Linked DNA regions of Triticum aestivum: regions 1 and 3 are each linked to region 2. The links are chromatin contacts, called in public Hi-C maps. All regions are on one chromosome and are shown on one strand. The core of a region is the stretch at or near the end of the contact, and the rest is flanking DNA. Distances in the headings are between cores, read along the strand shown. Region 1 holds the start of LOC123053558 (protein FLOURY 1). Region 2 holds the start of LOC123053556. Region 3 holds the start of LOC123053560 (anthranilate synthase beta subunit 1, chloroplastic).

Region 1 (2,700 bases), core at 196-2,695, 620 kb before region 2:
ATAGCATTGAGCATTTGTGCAGTTGAAGCATCTAGTACGATTATTAATCACATCTTAGGAGCTTGCAAAGGATGGTATATTTACAGGTGGATATTACATATATCTCTGCAGAGTTTTGTCTGCTTGAGTAATCTCACAGAAGCACCAGCTATCAAAATTTGGGCAATTTAGGAGGCCCTATATGGCTGCTGAATGCCATACAAAATGAAGAACCTGAACTGTCAAGAACTTCCCCAGCTTCAGGCCAACGTTTCTACTCCATCAAGCTACCAGGAAGCAGGATCTACAGCCGCTTGTCTCGGTCGTCCTCGCTTGTCTCTGACACGGCTCGCTCGGATGAAAACTCAGGCTCCCCGGATTGCATGCCAAACTTATTGACCATCCACTGAAGAGACTCGATCACCTGCCGGTCGTACATCTGCTTCTGCTGCACCATCTCCCGGAACTGCTTGGCCTCGCGCTCCACCAGCGCCTTCTCGTTCCGCAGGCACGCGATCTTGGCCATGGCCTCGTCAGCTGCAGAGGCCGCCGCGCGCCTCTCCTTCTCCAGCTCCTCTAGCGCGGCCTCCTTCAGCCTCCTCTCCCGCACGAGCCGCCGCCTGAGCCGCTCCACGTTGCCCTCTTCCGCGCCGTTCACCTCGCTCGCGATGTCCTCGCCCTCCGTGTCGGCCTCCTGCTCCAGCTCAGAAGCCAGCGACCGCGAAACAGGCTTGTCGGAGCAGCTGCCAGAGCGGGCGCGCTCCACGGTGTGGGCCGAGCTGCCGTTCTTGAGAACCCGTGCCTTCGTCCCACTCCCACACACGGTGCAGACAACGCCTCTGACGCGCACCGCTTGCACCGTGGCGCCCGCGCTCCCCACGAGCCCCTCCACCTCGTCGCAGCGCTTGCCGAGGCGCCAGACCTTGGCGGCAAGGAAGATCAGGGACATTACGACGAGCACGTGGTGCGCGCGCACGGAGCGGGACAGGGCGGCCCAGTGCGCGGCGGAGGCCCACTCGCGGCCGACCTCGGACTCGGAGGCGTGCAGCATCGCGAAGACCCCGAGCGCGGAGCCGACGATGAAGTAGGCGGCGCCGGCGCCGGGCATGGAGCGGAAAGGGACGCCGGCGAGCGGCTTCAGCAGACCACCGGCACTGGAGATGCGGTTCCAGCCGCCCATGACGACGGGACTGGGGGCAGTCCTGCTCCGATTCAGGCGAATAGAATTCTGATTGGGGAGATGGAATCGCTCGGGGCCAGGGCAAATCTTGGAGATCGATCGGCGTGGGGATTTAGGGGAGATGATGAAGAGTCTGGGGGATGGCCAGGAGCTGGGCAGCCGGGGAAGCGCCGCGGCAGTAGGGTTCTGGTTCAGTCGAGGAAGGGAGATTTCTTCGGATAAGTCGTGGGCGGTATCGCTGCCCTGTGGGTCTCATGATTTGTGTGGGTCCACATTGTCGGTTCGTGGGTTGCGGGACGCGTGGGGGCCGCCGAAAATGAAGGGACATGGGTAGTCGGTACCACTTTGAGGGTTCTTTACTCAAGACGCTGACCATTCGATGACAGGTGGGCTACCAAATACACGGGTCCCACGCGTCCGTGACGTGTTTTTTTAGGGACTGTGACGTGGTTTGGGAGTACTAGGTCCGGGAGTGTTTTAGACGAGTTCGAGATCGGGAGTGTGTTTTGAACGAGCGGATCTGCGGATGGGAGTATTTGGCTATTTATGAAACAAAATCGTGCAATTTTGGGGATCTTTATATGATTATATCTATATATATACTACTCACTTGTCCTATGATATAAGACGTTTTTTGACATTACACTAGTGTTAAAAAATGTCTTTACATTATAAGATGGAAGGAGTAGTAGTTTAAATTTGTGAATCTCAAAATCAAGAATCAATATAGCCCGTTGATGGAGGCCATCGAATGGCCCAAATAGCTGGGACTCATAGCTACTGTGCCCGGTGGCGACGCGAAGGCATTCCATAAAATATCAAATAAAAAATTGTTGATCGGTTGATATACTATTGCAAGTTTGTTGACATGTTGCTATTGCATTGCACAAATGAATACCAATGAATACAAAGGAGGAAATTCTTGGCTCCACCAGTGAATGTGTCAACTACGCTCTTATATTATGGGATGGAGGGAGTATTGTTTTTCAGAATCATCCATGTATTTGAAAGGTTCATATGGTATATGGTTTGCTGTTAGCATCAAATCTTCGCAAGTGGCCATTTTCTTTATTTTTTAGTAAAAGACGGATTCAATAAATACTGAAATAATGGTTGCTTCGTATGTCCAACTTACTGCGAGAAAGATGAGGCTTTGTGATTTGACGACTCATTATTCATTATTACCATGGTGCTACGAGCGGGATGACTCTCCCCTGAAGTTCCTGCACTCTAATTTGATGCATGACACGTGGACCCATATATCGGATGTCCCACATGTCGGTGAAAGGAAGTAGAATTGTTTTCGACGACCGAGAAGAAGCTGTTGGCGTTCTGGGAACCATGGTACCCAGACTTGCCTGCCTGTGGCCCACGGCGTGGCTCCCTCGACGGCCTGGTACGGCCCATCCGCAAGACTACCAAGACAAGACCCTCGCGAGGGCCCCCTGGTCTCACGAGGCGGATGACGCCAAGACCTCTAGAGGGAGCGGCCTCCCAGGCTGCCTCCCGAGGAGCGGAGATTCCTATGCAAGTGCCCAGCC
Region 2 (2,700 bases), core at 140-2,639:
GACTTAAATTGATGTTGTAGGCCATCTGCCCCCCTCTTATATGCATGTTGAAGCTTGTTCTAAAAAAACTTGGAAGTGTTTCGTGAAGTGTCTATGCTTGCTTCATGACTGTTAATTCTTGTTGGAGTTCTTCATTACACTGATACTGTGATGGTACTACGGTTGTAGGCTGATGCCGAGCTCATCATCCCTAGGCTAATGATGAGTATTCACGACTGTTAATCCTGTGTGTATATGCTTCAAGGCAGCCAGTGTTCTTAGTTCATTTTCTTTTCTTTTGTTGATCACTGACCGAGCAACAAAACTAGTATAAATAAATAAAAATGAATAGACAGGTTTCCACATTTTGAAATTGAACTGCCTTCATGTTTGCTTTCATGTTGGTTTGTCGACCTTGGTTGGTATTGTAAATTCTGCTTTCATGTTTTGGTGGTTTGTGGACATTGGTTGATATTGTAGGTAGAATTCTAGGGAAGAAAAACAAAACCATTTCTTATTCTTGTTGGAGTTCTTGATAGATACTGTCATAGGCTGACGCGTAGCTTGTTATCCCTAGGTTGATTTGTTAATCCTCTGTTGCGTATAAGCTTGAATCCTTCATCTTTGATTTGTGAAATCCTTGGGAAGTCGGTTTGTTTAACTTGACTTGATATTGGAATTCAAGTTTACTATGGATATTCTGGATATGTTTTGCTCCATGACTATACTCTGGTTGGTAGTGATTGATGCGCTAGTGTAGTAGTGTTGTCTGCCTCTTTGGTGGTTTAAATTCGAGCGCTAATGTATGTGCAGTTGTGCCGTTGTTGTACATTTGCTCTGCGCTATTCGATATCGCTGGGTTGCAGTTCTGTTGCATTCTCATCCTGCCACGATTCGTCTAGCTCGTATTTGGTTAATCTGATTCGATGCGATTAAGCGGAATTTCAGCGGCTAGAACCTCCTGAGCTTGGCTACTCTGCATCCGAGCAAAGCTTGGTAGTGCCGGCCAGGCTAGGGAATCTGGGGAGTGCGGCCATCGTGCCATCCCTCGACCTCCGAGTTGGTAGAGGTGTCTTCGCTGCGTGGCCGGTGGGACTGGGAGAACGCTCAGGCTCAGCCAGCGAGTGTGGGGTTGCCGACCCCGACAGTTGGTCAAACGCCCGCCCTGGGCACAAATCGACGGACAATCGGGACCACGTGCACAAACACACACAATGGAAGTCTAGTTCCATCTTGCTCTTCACTGAAATCTGGACTAGATAAGCTACTGGCTAATCTCACCCTGGATCAGATCGCAACCCTAGTCAGCATGAATTCACACAAACAACCGAACAAAGTGTAGGCCGAGTATTATACCTGGAAACCAAAGCAAAACAAAAGGTTTTGTCTCAAAAGTTGCTCCCACGAATTCCAGGAGCGGCAACAATCGCACTCACTCACCACCCCTTCTCTTCCGGGCAAGGCAAACCCCAAGAAACCCCAACCCAACCGGCCACCACCACCTCCCGTCCCGACCCCGAGACAGACACCTCCCACTCGCGGCCATGCCCCCCTGCCACCGCCGCTGCTGACCTGACCACCCAGCCGTCCGCGCCGCGACCGGTCAACATCTATCTAGCCGGAACATCCATCTCAAGCAACATGGACCCGGCCCAGGAGGAGCTCGAGCGCCGCAGCCGCTACCTCAGCTCGCTCGTCCGCCGCACCAGGCTCGACGACCCGCCCCAACCGGAGCCGGAGCCGGAGCCCAAGGTGGAGCGCAAACCGGCGGCGGAGCCCAGCGGCGGGGAGGGCAAGGCCGCTAAGCCGGAGACCAAGGAAAGGGAGGCGGCGAAGGTCAAAGGGGACGCCGCGAGCGGGGAGGGGAGGAAGGTGGCGGTGCGGGTGCGCGCGGCGGACATGCCGCTGGCGCTGCAGCGGCGCGCGATCTGGATCGCCCGCGAGGTCGTCCTCTCCACGCCGCGCCTCGAGAGCAAGCGCCTCGCGCTCGCGCTCAAGAAGGTACACTAGTACCACCACCCCCTGCTTCCTTCTTCCCTTTCGAATTTGTCTTTCTAGCCGTGCTGGTCCTTCAATCAGATACTAGATCAGCAGTTTTCGTGGAGTCCAAGCTTGTTTATAGAGCATTAATTGCTGCAAACGACCACATAATGGAGCAGGATTGATGTGTAAAACGAACAATCGCATTTAAAGGGCCGGGGAGCAAGATCTAGCCAGAGCTTGATCCTAGCATTATGTTCTTACTAGCTAAAATGGCTGTGCGCTTTGGATAGTTGTGCGTTTGAGAGCGAGTGAGCTGTCATGCTGAACGTAGTTTGACGGAGAAGATGAAATGGGAGGCAGAGCGCTGTTGTTGCCAGATCAGATTGTTCGATGTGTTCATTTATGGGATGTGGTCCACCATATTGCTGAAAACAATACTGATTTGTGAGATACTGAAAGCTCAGAGGGCATCCGAGGAGGATAGTTATACTCTGCTCTGCTGCCACATGTAGTTTACTACTAGTAGTTGCAAGTTGGAACCATGTTATGAGTAGAACGTGTATGCTATCTCTAAGCATGCTGTAGGAACCGAATGGGATGCCGATGCAGAGCTCTTGACTTTGCGCAACATGGGGGTTGCAATCTTGTGGAGCTAACTTGACAAGTTGGTTTTGTAAATCTGCTCTCTGTGTGTGCTCTGTGATGTATGTTGACAGAATTGTCAATTATAGCTGTCGA
Region 3 (2,700 bases), core at 142-2,641, 740 kb before region 2:
GTGGGCCGAGAAGGGAACTCTTGGGCTCATGCACCCTTCATACACCCTATCAAACACACCCTTATTAGTGCGTCCTAGTGTGCTTTTGGTGCTCTCTGCTAGTTTTGTCATGTTTTCGTTTGATTAGCTTCTGAATTTTTTCAAAACATTGTATCGTTGGATGTGCAGATTTATTAATATAGAGCGGTGCGAAAACTTGTTTCGAAGTAGGTGTTGGTAGACATGTTGGTTCTATTTAAATTTTGACTGTTGGTGTGTGTATAAAAAAAAATCAGTTGGTTGGTTATTGACGCGGTTACTTTGGCCTCTTAAAAAAAAGTGTTCGGGAGCAAGATTCGATTTCTATAGCCCTTTGAATTGGTGATGAAGGATAGCAAACCTACGCTGCATGGGGTGCTGTCTTAGTTGATGTGCTACTTGATATCATTATTTTTTTTACGGGATATTTGATATCATTGTTAGTGAGTTGTTATTACGGTCTTCAAAAGCTTGCACGGTGAGTACGTTTACAGGTTTCCTTTTTGGTCACTGCACGCTCAGTGTACATTTCAAGCTTCGACGAGCAACGTAAAAGTGAAGGAAAACCTGCTAATATAGTTTTTGATGTAGTTGTACATTTTACACGTTGTCTTCTGTTGTCGTCCTTGGTTTATGTTGCTCGCTGATTTTCTTGATAAACGTTAGATGTAAAATGCCCTTTGTCTATGTTTACTAAAATAATAATAATTTGGTAGTACCAGTAACTATACTGATGCGACGGAGACTTTCGATTTATTATTATTTGTCACGAATTCGAGAGATTCCCCGCTAGTGAGTATTTTATTTAGGAAATCGTTGAGCGGGGGGAGGTGGAGAGAATCCCCACATGTAGATCGGCGATTTACTGTTTATTTCGAGACAATCAGTAGAGGAGGGAGAGATGCCTCACTGACCGTAGCTCCGGCGATAATAGACACAGGTAGGTCGCACAGTGCTGCATTTGGATCACGTGTAGTTTTCTCCTAGGCTAAAATTTGCCACACGAGTAACAATGCCTTCCGGCCATGCTTTCGCCTAGCATCTGATGTTCGTTCTGGTTCCTGTATACATGTGAGCCCCACTAGAGATGGATGAAATGTAAGGAACAACTGAGGCCAAGATCTGACCGATCCGTTCTGAAAATTCTGAATTCCAACATTGGACCACATCACCAGCCGCCTCCCCACCTACCCACCCACCCGCTTCGCCCCCGCGGCGGAGCAGGACCGGCGTCCTCCACCCCGGTTGAGGCCCCCGGGGATCGGCAGCGACGTTTCCTAGTGCGAGACCATGTGCTGTGCGTGCGTTCAGTGCTTTTTATTACACACGGAAACGGCAGAAGCAACGCCTTCCTCGTGCCATGGCAGGCGCCGGGCACGAGTGAGATTCTGACCACGTCGCCGGCCGGCGGACGCACGGCGTTAGTAGGGCCCGTAGAGTTTTACGTGCATAACTAAGCACGACTGAATCTCTTTCCATTTCTTACTGCGCGCGCTGAAGAAAATGGATGTCGTCCTAATCCAATCCGAAATCCCTCCCTTCTACTGTATATATAGCTGCAAGCGCGCAGCTCGCTTTCTCCCGTTCCGTTCCGCGTTCCTGACCCCTACCCCGCCACGGACAAAAACCCAGCAAGCCGCGCGCCTCGGAACCCTCCTCGCCGGCATGGCCTGCTCCCACCTCGCCGCCGCCTCTTCACCGGCGGCCGCCTGCACTACGTTGCGCGCTCGGGCGACGTCCCCCGTCGCCGGCTTCGCGCGCCTTCCGGCCACCCTCCGTACGAACCGCTCATGCCCCTGGTTCTATACATGCCTCTGTTGTTTTCTGCCGGATCTGCCGAATCTCAGATCGATTGGCCTTTGCCCTCGCAGATCCTGAGAGCGGTGGGTTGGCCCTCAGGGGCAGGAGGGCGGTCACGCCGGTGGTTGTCGCCGCCGAGACGGCCGCCGCGGCGCCGGTGGCCGACCGTGACGGAACCCCGGCCGCGGTGAAGCAGCCCATCATCGTCATCGACAACTATGATAGCTTTACCTACAACCTGTGCCAGGTATACATGGTTTCACATGCTCCTGGCCTATTTGCATTCCGGCTGCTTCTGGTCGGTCTGTGTATGCCATATCTTTGCCGGCATAGATGAGTCACTTGGTGGGTTGATCCGGACGTTTCAATGTTCATAGAGTTTTTCCTCCCATGTTTTTCCTTTTTTGCCGTGCAAACTGGTTCGAGCGGAAGTCGCATTCTCGGTTGAGTCAGGCCATATTTTCCAGTCAAAAGTAGTTTTTCCATTTAAAAAGGCAGAACAAGTTTCCACTGCCCTCAAGTATACTTTTCGTAGCATGGAATGTTGTTTTAGGGATTCAGAATTATATATGGTCTGGTACAAGAATTTATCTTGCTATTTTAACCTTATGTGATGTTTTATCACAATGTTCTTTTAGAAGTGTTACACAAATGTATTTCTACATTTGAGAAGCAACATGAATCTGCTAAGCATTTTTCTACATTTGAGAATTAACACGAATCTGCTAAACATGCTGTTAATGCCCAGTTGTTCTAATAAATCCTAACAACAGAGGATAACATTTGGCAACCAAAGTCGCAAGAATGTTTTTTAATTAGAAGTACAAAGTTGGATCCTCTGAAATCTATTCTCAAAGATTTTCCATTTAAAATATGACCTTC

Evidence for each region. Hi-C and Micro-C count contacts between places; a contact is called where the count stands out from the background.
Region 1: a Hi-C map of leaf shows a contact between it and region 2, with 8 times the contacts expected there. The contact joins the promoter of LOC123053558 here to the promoter of LOC123053556 in region 2. A contact is called at or near these places in 2 of 5 Hi-C or Micro-C datasets (both in leaf).
Region 3: a contact with region 2 is called in a Hi-C map of leaf, with 6 times the contacts expected there. The contact joins the promoter of LOC123053560 here to the promoter of LOC123053556 in region 2. A contact is called at or near these places in 4 of 5 Hi-C or Micro-C datasets (leaf and an unstated tissue).

What each region holds. Positions count from the first base shown.
Region 1 is chr2D:421,893,930-421,896,629 of IWGSC CS RefSeq v2.1, reverse strand. LOC123053558 (protein FLOURY 1) reads right to left here and starts at 1,445. Exons shown (of 1, transcript XM_044477025.1): 1 at 14-1,445. The coding sequence starts at 1,159. The coding sequence ends at 284.
Region 2 is chr2D:421,269,631-421,272,330 of IWGSC CS RefSeq v2.1, reverse strand. LOC123053556 reads left to right here and starts at 1,389. Exons shown (of 2, transcript XM_044477023.1): 1 at 1,389-1,980. The coding sequence starts at 1,621.
Region 3 is chr2D:422,007,582-422,010,281 of IWGSC CS RefSeq v2.1, reverse strand. LOC123053560 (anthranilate synthase beta subunit 1, chloroplastic) reads left to right here and starts at 1,391. Exons shown (of 8, transcript XM_044477027.1): 1 at 1,391-1,795; 2 at 1,890-2,065. The coding sequence starts at 1,522.